Regions from separate parts of the Mus musculus genome. Here region 1 is linked to region 2. A link is a contact called in public Hi-C data. All regions are on one chromosome and are shown on one strand. Each heading gives the region's core, a stretch centred on a gene start, on an enhancer-like site or on the middle of the called end of the contact. The rest is flanking DNA. Distances are from core to core; before and after follow the strand shown. Region 1 has its middle 21 kb from the start of Nedd4. Region 2 overlaps Anxa2 (annexin A2).

Region 1 (6,241 bases), core at 1,056-3,555, 3.2 Mb after region 2:
CCGCCTGGCGGACTGAATGTTTTTAAGCCAAATCCCCAAGGTTGCTTTTTATTGGAATATTTTCCCCAGTATCTGAAATGAATCCAGAATACCTACCCTTTTTTGATTTAAACGATTTATAATCTGTAGGTTAAGAGTGCGTACAACAGTGTAGTCCACAGCTTGGAGACATTACCTACATTTGCACAGACTCACATCCAACTTTTTATTTGCTGAGCCACTTGAGAATAAGTTACAGAATTTGTGCCATTTTCTGCTGAATACTTTGTTATTCATCACTTTAGAAAGTATAATATTTTTATTATTTTGTTGAGAATTTCACAACAATGTATTTATTTTTTTAAATTATGGGTATGGGAGTTTTGCCTGGATAAGACAGAAGATGGTGGCGGATCCCCCGGAAGTGATGTTACAGATACTTGTGAGCCTCCATGTGGATGCTGGGAGTTGAATCCGAATTCCCTGGAAGAGGAGCACGTGCTGTTCACTGCTGATCCGTACCTGGAGCTCCACAACGTATGTTTTTAAATTCTTATTTATGCGTATGGGTGTTTTGTTTGTATGTATGCCTTTATATGGTGTGTATTCCTAGTGTCCATAGAGACTGGAAGAGGGCCTCTTCAGACCTTAGACCTGGACTTAGAGATGGTTGTGAGCCCCCGTGTAGGTGCTAGGAATTGAATCCAGATCCTTTGGAAGAACAGCTAATGCTTTAAACTGCTGAGCTATTTCTCAACCCCCCAAATTAATGAATTTCCTTTGAGGCAGGATCTCATAATAGCCCTGACTAGCCTGGAACTTGCTATGTAAACCACGCTGGTCTTGAATTGTTCTAGTGCTGGCTCCAAGGGGTTAAAGTGGCTTATCACCACACCTAGCCATAGACAATGTAATGTGATCATATTTACCCTGCCAACTTCTCCCCCCAGCTACCCTCAGATGATATATCTCTTTTAAGACAAGGAAATTCTCCCATGAGACCTCATTCCACTGTTGACATGCAAGATCATTGGTATTTGACATATCATAGTGTGTTCACTGTTATTTATAAACTGTTTAATGGTACTTAAAAACTACCTTTTCTTTGTAGTTATTACAAATGACTATGAGCTTTTGATTTCATGGTATGAACACAGCAACAGTGGTAACTTCCTTAGTTATAATTTGTCATTAAAAGTTTATTATAAGAAAGCTAAATTAGGGGGCTGGTGAGATGGCTCAGTGGGTAAGAGCACCCGACTGCTCTTCCGAAGGTCCAGAGTTCAAATCCCAGCAACCACATGGTGGCTCACAACCATCTGTAACAAGATCTGACTCCCTCTTCTGGTGTGTCTGAAGATAGCTACAGTGTACTTACTATAATAATAAATAAAATCTTAAAAAAAAAAAAAAAAAAAAAAAAAGAAAGAAAGCTAAATTACTATGTGTAATAACTTGACTTTAGTTCTTTGGTTTTTGTGTGTGTGATTAAATGTATCTAAAAATTGTAAATTTTGTCTTTATTTTCTTCTATATAGCTTTCAATCAGATTACTTACTTTTAAATATTCCTTTGAATTTAGTATTCTCGTGACTATTGTATTAGATAGCTTGTAATGACATGAAAATAAAACACCTTTTTGTATTTTAGGATGACACACGAGTTGTGAGAGTGAAGGTTATAGCTGGCATAGGCCTGGCCAAGAAAGACATCTTGGGAGCCAGGTAAATAACAATGCATGAGCTTGGGGTTTAAGGAAACAGTATTGCTTAGTTTCTTTCTTGAACTTTGATTAAATGAAAATCTGAGTGATAGTAGCAAATTTTGGTACACAGTGAGATCCTTACAGGGTAAGTGGCTGATTATTTTCTTGGTATCTGAATCAATGAATTTGCAAAATTAAAGACAGTTGTAGTTATAGATTTACTATTGAGTTCTGCCCCCAGAATTTGATAGCATTTTAATTCTCTAAATCCGTTAGCAGATAATAACCAGCATAATCTCTGGTTACAGTAGAAAAAGGAGCTCTGAGTATCAAGTGAGCAGAGCGGGGCGCACTGGGTTGGAGCTACATGGGAGAGACCCAGTGGTGTGGCGGGGTTCCCTTAGAGGAATTAGTCAGCCAGGGAGAATTACAACCTGAGGCAGGGGTTGGTGGTCTCCACAGCCTGAAAACCTGGAGCAGGGGTTGGACTCTGGTGGAGAAATGAGAGATTGGCAGGAAGCCTGGCAGTGGTGGGGATTCTGGAAGAGAAAGAGTTGGCCTCTCAGCTGGTGTCAGAAGATCTGAGCAGAGAGTGAGTGTCTAAACAAGATAGATAAACACAGAAAAAAACAACCCAGAGTCTCTGTAACTCAGCTTACAATGTCCACGGTACAGCATGTAGTCACCTGGTCTGTAAAGAGCAAGGGAAGTGGGACACACTGTCAATCAATAAGGAATATGTGAGCAGAATGTGATGGGAGGCACTCACGGCTAGTCTGGTCTACATAGTGAGTTCCAGGGCTGCATAGCGAGACTCTGTCTCCACGAAACAAAAACTGGGTGGGAAAGAAAGAAAAAAAGAAAGGGAGAAAGAATATATGCTCATTGTCAGTCAAAACATTGGAAATCTCAGGAATGAAGTAGAGACATAAATAGATAAATAAATAATAAAATACCGGGGAAACTCTACAACTAAAATATAATTGAAATTCAAGTTCTTTGGTTGGCCGTGATTTCTGAATGGATACATAGAACAAAGATGAACTGAACATAGATTAATGGGGATCATTTACCAATTAGAAGATGATGAAGAAGAAAGGTCTGTTTGAACTACATCCCAGAGAGATAAATAATGAAATAAAATCTTTTTAAAGAATAAGTGTCTAAATTTGGAAAACGATCAATGAAATATACAACTGGACTGGAGAGTTGGCTCAGCAATCCTGTATTGCTTTTACTGAGGTTTCCCTGGGAACTGCCTGTGACCAACTCCAGGGGATCTGGCGCCCTCTCCTGGCCTCCACAGGCACTGCACACATGTACACACAACTTAAATCTTTTTAAAGAAGAAATGTTAAAGCAGGTTAAAGCTCCTGGTGAAGAGAAAGGAAAAGACCATCAGAAGTGATAAATACCTGGAATCTACAGATGCTTTTTTTTTTAATTAATTAAAAGTTTTATTTTTGTGTGTGGGTGTTTTGTCTTCATGTATATGTTTGAACATTTGATGTCCATAGAGGTCAGAAGAGGATATTAGTCTCCTGGAACTAGAGTTATAATTGGCTGTGATCTGCCATGTTTGTGCTGGGAATCAAACTTGGGTCCCTTGCAAGAGCAGTAAATGCTCTTAACCTTATACAGGGCCCATTGGAATCATGATTCAACAACCTTGTCTTACGGATTCATATTAGATAAAAGGGATGAAAGGAATGCTTATGGGAATAACAGCATAAAGGATAGGGTGTGTGTTTGCTGTGACCCTGCATGGAAGGATCGTGTGGTAGAAAGCATAGGCAAAGTGAATCATTAAGGGTATGAAATAGAAAACATAATCATATCAACATTTCAACAGTAATGTGAAGAATTTTAGGTTTTGTAAGAGCAGAAATTTGGAGGTTTTTTGTTTTTGTTTGTTTCTTTTTGACAGTTTCTCTGGCTATCCTAAAATTACTTCTGTAGACTAGGCTGGCCTTGAACTCAGGACTGCCTGTCTCTGTCTCTCAAGTGCTGGATTTAAGGGCATGTGCCACCACCACCATAGCTATGCAAGCATAGTTGTACTCTAGAGCTGTAAAAGCAGAAATTTTAAACTGAAGTTCTTGAAACAATTAAAAAGTCAGTACAAAACAATTCTTTTTAAAGGGGACAGGACAAGGGAAGGAAAACATGAGTTAATATACTTGTATCCAATCATGTAATAATTACAAGCACCCACATTAGCTGGCTTACAACTGTCTGTAAATCCAGCTCACGGAGATCCAACACTCTTATGGCTTTGGCAGGCACATGTACACATAACACAGAGGCATACACTGTATGCACATAAATTATGAAGCAACTCTTTAAAAAACATACTTAAATTCAATGATATACCTAGGTTGGGGAAAATGGATGCAAAAATGGTATGATAAAGATTAACGTGAATACGAGCCAGGCAGTGTGGCACATGTCTTTAATCCCAGCTATCAGGAGGCAGAGGCAGGTAGATCTCTGACTCTGTAGGCCAGCCTGGTCTACATATAGCATTCTAGGATGGTTAGGGCTACACAAGAGTAACCCTGTCATGAAAAAAACAAAATCAAAAACAATTAAAATCTGCTAAAATAAGGGAAAGGTATTTTCAAATATTTCACAATGATAATAAAATCACCAGGAATGTATTAGGCAGAAATGGGTATGTGCCTGGTACCAGAACTTGCAGATGTATGGCTCAAAACTTGACAGAATTAAAGGAAAAATTAAAAATTCTATTTTGGATAAAGACACCAATGCCTTTTTCAAAATTGTTAAAACATAATTTTTGAAAAAATCAGATGAGGCTGGAGAGAAAGCTCTGTCATTGAGAGTTCTTGCTGCCTTTGCAGAGCCCCATGTTGATTTCCAACTTCCATGTCTGGTATCTGGTAGCTAACAGCTGCCTCTGACTCCTGCAGGCACCAGCATTCATATGCATAGCGCCCCCCAACATAATTAAAAATAAAAATAAATCTTTAAATAAATGATAAAAATTGTACAGTATTACCAATGACTTTGGCTTAAGAACACATCCTAAAGGCTGCAGAGCAAACATTCTTAACTGCAGAATAGATGTTCAAATGTATACAGTACATTGACAGTCATGGGCCTGTGAGGATTATTACCTTTAGCTGTCTGGTAATATTAACAATAGCTTCGTGTCTCAACAAGCATGTGTTCATTGTTCACAGTCTGAATGATTCAGAAGCCCCTGAGCCTTCACCTTGATCCACTGTTAATGGTCTCACGAAGGAACTCTTGTGTATCTGTTTCTAATTTGGTTATGAGGTCTCAAGAGGGGTTGTCTGTAAACTCTAGACCTGTCCTCATGATGCTCCAGAGATGTCACTGAGTTTTCAGAATGCTTTTGTGGGTCTTCACCCTGTGATAGAACCTCCAGTCACCAGATGTGCCTCAGGAGATTTGCATATCTTGGCCAATGCCCTGTGACCTCTGGTCTGATCTGGGTCCAGGTTCTTCATTCCCACAAAGGAGCCCATTTCCAGGAGAGAAGATGCATTCAGGATGTCATTCAGGTGAACACAGGGATCACCTCAACAAAATCAGAGATGTCCATAGCTGAATAGAGAACAATGGCCTCACCAGGCAAGGGGCAGCTGGGGAGCCCCAGAGTGTGCTAGCACATGTGGGTGAGAGCATTTGGGTATTGCCCATGTGAATTTCTTCTTTTTAAAGATTTTTTTTTATGTATATGAATACAACATTGCTCTCTACAGACACATCAGAAGAGGGTATTGGATGCCATTACAGTGGTTGTGAGCCCCCATGTGGTTGCCGGGATTTGAACTCAGGACCTCTGGAAGAGCAGTCAGTCCTCTTAACCCACTGAGCCATCTCTCCAGCCCCTGCCTCTGCCTCCTAAGTGCTGAGGTTAAATGCATGTGCTACTGTATCCAGCAATTCTTAGTTTTTATTTGGAGGGGCTGTAGCTCAGTTTGCCTAGGACATACTAGGTTCAGTCTGTGGACCATGAAGACTGGTTGTGATGCATGTCTGTAATCTAAGCGTGAGGGGAGAGGCAAGAAAATCAGAAGGTCAGCATCCTGCTCAGCTACAGAGAGTTTAGGGCCAGCGTGGGCTACTGATGACCTGTCAGGGAGAGATGGAGAGAAAGAATACAAATTGAGAACGGTGTAGGAACCCAGACATAAGTATTTCAAACCTTTTTCAGAGTAGATCTGAGAACAGACAGAAAGCAGATGGGATTTGAAGAGCTGTTGTGGGGGCGAAGTATGGCTAGGGGGTTGCTGTGTTGTGTGCTCCTTCCTGTGGAGGAGTGCTGTAGTCTCAGCCACACTCTCTCACTGCTGTGTAGTCTGTACAACTTGGAGAAAACGACAGTAGCTAACCCTGATCCACAAAAACTGTTTGGAGCAGTGTTTGATGTGGAGTAATTTCTATGTAAGTTATTACCAACTTTCTCTTGTAACTTTAACTGAGAAGGGAAGAAAAAGACATTTGCTGCTTTCCTAGAAGGAGTTAACAGGAATAAGGAATAGAGGAGTTTCAAAATGTATTGCT
Region 2 (6,410 bases), core at 2,104-4,603:
TCTGCATTGACTGTCATCAGCATGATACTGCGAAACCTTTGACAAATCTGCTTCTAGATCCAGCCTTCTACACAGATCCATCCATATTCCTTTGTTGGTTTTGCTTGTTTGTTTTTCGAGACAGGGTTTCTTTGTATAGTCCATACAGCTTTAATCTCAGCAGGCAGGAGGCAGGAGGCAGGAGGCAGGAGGCAGGAGGCAGGAGGCAGGAGGCAGGAGGCAGGAGGCAGGAGGCAGGAGGCAGGAGGCAGGAGGCAGGAGGCAGGAGGCAGGAGGCAGGCAGATTTCTGTGAATTTGAGACCAGCTGGGTGAATCCCTGTCTCAAAACCAAAAACCACCAAAAAACTGAAAAAACAAACAAACAAAAGCACAACAACAACAAAAAATCCTCAAAAAAGAATAAAAATAATTCACCTTGCTTTATTTTAAATGACCACATACATAGCATAGTATTCCAGTGTGTGGACAAAATGAGATTATGTAATCAGTCCCTTATTGGACATACAAGGGTGATAATCCGTATCCTCAAACCCACCTCAGTGTCTAGCAATAGGGTATTCACACTGTATTCACACTGTATTCACACTGACTACTCTAAAATCTAAGTGGAGTGCTAGACATTTATTAGTACGTGACCCCACTTGGAAATGAGTACATGAATGTTTTAAAGCATCTTTCTTTTTATACCCGGAAATTATCACGTTGTAAATGCGCGTGAAGCATCAGGATGCTTCCACTGTCCAACTGTTCATTGTTCTGCCGCCCAAACATCATAGTTCTGAGCTCCAAGTGCTTTGGGATGCCTCTGACTTTCTGTAAGACAAGTTGGGTGCAGTCTGTAAGTGACCTTTTGTGCTTAGGGACTCTGGAATTGCCCACCAGTCATGGCAAAGGCTTTTCCTTTTATTGAGCAAAGTTCATAGTCAGACAGCGGAAAGCTCTCTTGCTGCCTGAATCCTCAAAACTGAGCTTTGCTGAGTTAAATGACATGTGAGGAATATTTCTGATATAAAAATTGGAAACTTTCAGATACCTCGAACCTTGCTTATCTTTGTAAATACACATGTTCCAATTAAAATAGGTACTGAAACATTTGGGTGGCACTTCAAAACTCCCAATTTAGATTTAATTTAGATTAAAGCACTTATTCTTTTTTAATACAGTTGTAAAATTGATTATTAAAGTCACCTATTGAAGATTGAAAGCACAGGATGTATACTTTCCTTGTGAGACAATCTCATCTTCAATAAGTGTGGTTCTATTAATCAATTAGCTATTAAAATATAACTGCCATATTAAGCCTGACTCATTTGTCATGACAGCTGGTATAATTATAAAAATTATACCTAGCCATTTATACAGCCATAATCTTGCAATAAATATAAATAATTGTCTCTATTAATTCATTTTGAAGGTTCTGTCTATTAATTCTCCAGTTAAGTGGCAATTTGGGGACCTTCATTTAAAATCTTTGTTGTTCGTTCCATCTGACTGCCAGAGTTCCACACGTGTACCTCCCACTGTTGATTTTGGAAACCAATTTATGAATAAAATAGCTTTTTAAGTGCAAATATTTAAAGGGTTGAGGCCCAAGGTCCAAGGCTTTCTGGGGAAGAAGGTAATGAGGGTGCCTGTGTTTGGTCAGGAAGAGGGATGAGCTAGTCGTGACATTCTAGTATTGGGTTGGGGAGAGAGTATGTGGATTTCACTGTGTGAACGTCTCCTAAAGCGTGTGGTGGGGTAACTGTTCATAACTTGATTCTCCACAGGAGTGGATGAGGTCACCATTGTCAACATCCTGACAAACCGCAGCAATGTGCAGAGGCAGGACATTGCCTTCGCCTATCAGAGAAGGACCAAAAAGGTACTGGAACCTTAGTGTGGAGGGCAGGCCTTGTTGAGTTAATGTTCTCAGATATTGCCTGTTCTGTTCTTAATTAATATGTGTGTGTGTGTGTCCCTTGTTTGTGTTGCCCTGCATACCGTAGGGTGGCAGGCCCTAAAGCTTCCAGATGATTCCCCTGTCTTCAATTTCTATCTTGTCACAGAAATGCTGGGGATACCACATCTGGCTTTTTTTTTTTTTTTTTTTTTTTTTTTTTTTTTTTTTTACATTTAGCACCATTACCTGCTAACCCATTCTCCACCCCTACCCCGTCCAACATTACTTTTTCTTTTTGTGAGTTGTGGATCTTCTTTAACCAAAAGGATCCTTCTAGAACTCTTGGATGTCCAAGGTTTCCCTCTTATATCCTTGAGAGGGTTGCTGCTTTCATAGGTACAGCCGTGGGAGGTAGAATGGAAAGGTGACATCCTGGAACACACGAGGGAGGCATTCTGGAATAGACGACAAGGAAGAGAAGCAATGGTCCCACGGGTTATGTGCTGACTCTGTCATTGCTGTGCTTAGGTAGCAACTCACTTCCTCTCATGGCTTCTCTGGCTTCTTCGTCAGATGTTGTGAATGTAATTTCAGAATGGTTTCCTCCACTGGGCGTGAGTCCTAACGTGTGCTTCTCATTTACACTGAGGGGCTGGGGAGACAGCTCTGTTGGTAAAGTGCTTGTCACACAAGCATGAGTATCTGAGTTCAATCTTCAGCATCCACGTTAAAAGAGCTAAATACCCCAGTGCTAGGGACGCTAGATAGGATTCCTGGGGCTCCCCAGACAGTCAATTTAGCTGATTCAGAGAGCTCTAAATCTCACACACACACACACACACACACACACACACACACACACACAGCTTCTTTATCAGATTCATCGTGGCTGAAGTGCTGTGGTCCAGCCTGCTATCTTCAATAGGCTTCGCTCCTAGTGTTTATGGAGTTTTCTGTGTGTGTTTTCCCTTTGCTCGTCCACTCGTGGCTAAAGCAGGCCCCGTCTTGTCCACCTTAGTTTCCCACAGCACTAGGACATTTTACCTTTAAGGATATGCTACTTAATCTCTAACGCTTTGCTATTAAAAGCTTTTGACTTATATTCGGACAGTGCCATCAGGGTGACCTCATGCGGCTCCCGCCTGACTTGAGGCTTTCACTCCCCGCTACAGTAGCATTGACCTGAAAGAATGCCAGGAGAAACTGTGTGTCCCTGGAGTTGGCGTGACCACCAGGTCCTGGGAGTTCCAGGTCAAGCCTGGCTGAAGCTCTGTCCTCCGTGCTCCAAAGCAGTTGGGAAAGGACGTAAATGGGAAAGCAGCTAGCTCCCTTCATCCCACATGCATTACAATTCTCCTTTCACGGGATGACGTGTGTTAATCTTCTGCAGTGAGGCTCAGAAGGGAGTGTTTTATGTCTCTGGCTGTCCCAAAGGATCTGAGAGCTGCAAGAGCCAAGTTCCCGTTGGAACAGGAGATCCACTATTCTGGACTGAAGGAAATAACTGCTCATTCAGTGTGGCCTTGGAACTGTGTGTGCACACTGAGCTTGGCTTCATGTTAGGTAGCTGGAGAACGCAGATCCTGCAGAGCCTGTTGGAGTAAACACATTATTAGAATCATGAGAAGGGTCAGCAAACACACAGGCATTAGCGCGTGCTAAGGACAGCCCACTGCCCTGATGATACTTAATGGTCCAGGGTGATTATCTGTCACAGGAAGATGCCGCAACTGCCTGAGGTAATTTTCTAAAAGGACGTCCTAGTATTGTTTTAGGTGCACTGTTTGTCAAGACTGGTCTGCAGCAGTGGTTCACAGTCTGTGGGTCATGATCTCTTTCAGGGGTTGAGCAACCCTTTCACAGGACTCGCCTAAGACCACCGGAAAACAGATGTTTACCTGATGACTCAGAGTAGCAGCAAACACACAGTTATGAAGTAGCAACAAAAATACTTTTGTGGCTGGGATCACCGTGGCCTTTCTGACCAGGACAAAGAACCCTATTAAAGGGTTGCAGCACTAGGAAGGTTGCGAACCACTGGTCTAGAGGGACAGAGGGACCCTGCCCAGGTGGTGAGCTGCTGCAGATACTGTCACAGCTAGTAAAAGAGGGACACAGGGAGGAAGTTTGCATTTTATGCTTTGTCCCTTCAAACTAGTGCTAGACACAAGGTTTCTCTATGCAGAGAACAGTTGTTGTTCTATTGATCCCTTCTGGGATTTTTATTTGTGCTGAGTCCTATACTGGGCATTCTGAGCAATTCAAGTCAAAGTGGAAAAATCCAGTAGGTGCCCCAGATGTCCCCTGAGGTGAGAGCAGAGATGGGGGTGGGGGCGGGAGGGGGAGTGTCAAGGACAGACCAAGTTGGGAGTCACTTAACCTCAGGGTTCCAATTTGGAAAGCTGGTGTTATAATTGGTATGTGTTGTTTTAGAAAGACCTTCCTACCTCCCATGCATGGTTAGGGCATCAGCAGCCAGAAGGAGGAGGTGAATGGGCTGGGCCTAATGCTTGTTCGCATCCATGCCAGGTCTGACTTTCTTGACACTTGCTGTATGTTACCTTTAGAGGCTTGTGGAGCCTCAGAAATTGTTGGCCAGCCAGCCTACAGGGCCAAGTTCCAGGCCAACAAGAGACCTTATCTCAATCAGAAAGTGGAGGGCACCTGAGGAATGACAACTAAGCTTGTTCTGTGACCTTAACCCGCATATGCTCCTACACACACACACACACACACACACATGCAACACGCACACCCCACATAAAAATAAATGCAGTTCAGTTCAGTGCAGCTGTGGCCTAGTCCATTCCCATGGCTGGTGAGTATCCAGTCGCCGAGGAAATATCTTTAAGAGCCACCCTGAATTAAGGATATCTGTCTACATATCTGAGTGCTGCCTCAGACCTCCGACTTTATTAAAATTGTGTGTTCATGATGATAGTGGCGTGATGATGACACTGTCCAACAGGAAGTTGAAAGGGACTCTGAGGGGCTGGAGTTCACATCATATTCATCACCGCCCCAACCTGGAGGAGATGGGAGATGGCTCAGGGCGAGGTGCGGTGTTTTACATAGGGAAAGCTCAGCACCCTCCCCCCCACCCCCGGCCTCGCTAGCACAGCTAGCTCCAGGCTACAAGGTCCCACCCTAGAGCAGCATCACAAACGCCTTCCCTGGGACCTCTATAGACCTGCAGGACTCCACTGGTCTTTCTACCTCACTTCTTTTCAGCTTGACTTGGAAATCTCCCTGAGACTCCACTCTTAGCTCTCCTCTCAGGAGCTATCAGCTACAGCTACCTAGTGATCAGCCTGGGTGTTAGTGGATTCCCTTACCATGTGGTTTCTGCCCTCCTGGTCTGATGTAGGGGACGAGGAAGTTCTCCCCAAACGGCAGAGTGGTCAAAGACTCACACACAGCCTGCTTTTCAGAGAGAGCCATCTTATTTCTGTCTCGCTGGTTCCAGAGTGGACGTTGGTTCCAAGCAGCTCTGAGACATCTCCCTTTTACAGGAGCTCCCGTCAGCGCTGAAGTCAGCCTTATCTGGCCACCTGGAGACGGTGATTTTGGGCCTATTGAAGACACCTGCCCAGTATGATGCTTCGGAACTAAAAGCTTCCATGAAGGTAAACACGTGTGGGGTGTCATCCGTCAACCTGCCCATTAGCGTCTGTGAATTACAGCCTTTTGAGTGTAACTAGGTGATTGTCAGTTGTGTTGGAGTCTTATTTGAAGTCATTTCCCCCCAATGCTATAAGTTGTCAGGATTTGAACCAAAAATATTTCAATCTCTCTCTTTTTTAACGACGGCAAAGAAATTTCCTGATGCTTAGCAGCTTAGTGATGGTTAGCAGCTGCTGAGACTCGGCACCTGGGCGATTGGAATGCCTCTTGGGAAAACTGCTTCCTTGATTACACTTCCTTTTTAAGGAGGATATGTGTGGTATTAAGGAGAAAGAAAAACAGCTTTTGTTCAGTAAAGCTTGCAGATTCTGCCCATGCCCTCCTGGATGCTGCTTCCTCTGGCTTCCCCCTGCCCCCCCCCAATCCGTTGCTGGGCCAAAATTTGGATTTGGTCCAAAAATCAGCAATGCAGTGCAGGTGAGGGTCGATATCAGGGTGGGACTGGCACCTGAATCCAATGGGAAGTTTCTGCAGGACATAATATTGTTATCTAAGTTTTGATTTTGCAAAGCTATTTTGAACATGGGAATTGAGGTTAAATTAGTAAATTCTAGTTTAGAAACGTCCTTGGATTTTGTGCTCACCTAAGCTACCCAATATTACTCAAATGTAAGAGATAGACAAATGTCTGCCACAGCAAAGCTCAGGGCCCCTTCTCTGTGTACTTGTGACATGTTGGATAATCTGAGGCTGCCCTCTGCTGGTACTTTTTGGTAAGGCATCTTCAATGAGGGGAAGCTGTATGTCACCCTGTTGGGTTGTCATCCTTTCTGGAGAACACACTAGGAATGAGGCCCCTTCACACATAGAGTACCACCAGAACCCTGGAACTGATAGCCCAGA

Evidence for each region. A called contact is a pair of places that touch in the nucleus more often than the background predicts.
Region 1: a contact with region 2 is called in a Hi-C map of the STO cell line, with 6 times the contacts expected there. The contact joins two enhancer-like sites. A contact is called at or near these places in 1 of 484 Hi-C or Micro-C datasets (the STO cell line) and 1 of 9 other capture datasets (adipose tissue).

Annotation. Positions count from the first base shown.
Region 1 is chr9:72,669,601-72,675,841 of GRCm38.p6, forward strand. It overlaps a transcript of Nedd4 not described here. Among named protein-coding and RNA genes, the nearest start is that of Nedd4, 21 kb to the right of the region's middle. Within about 2 kb of position 2,306, at least 6 of the 459 cell types and tissues checked have an H3K27ac peak or open chromatin away from gene starts, as enhancers often do. A contact at or near this core is called in the STO cell line, where this site is marked.
Region 2 is chr9:69,474,283-69,480,692 of GRCm38.p6, forward strand. It overlaps Anxa2 (annexin A2), which reads left to right. Exons shown (of 13, transcript NM_007585.3): 4 at 1,771-1,865; 5 at 5,396-5,509. Among named protein-coding and RNA genes, the nearest start is that of Mir3109, 21 kb to the left of the region's middle. Within about 2 kb of position 3,354, at least 76 of the 459 cell types and tissues checked have an H3K27ac peak or open chromatin away from gene starts, as enhancers often do. A contact at or near this core is called in the STO cell line, where this site is marked.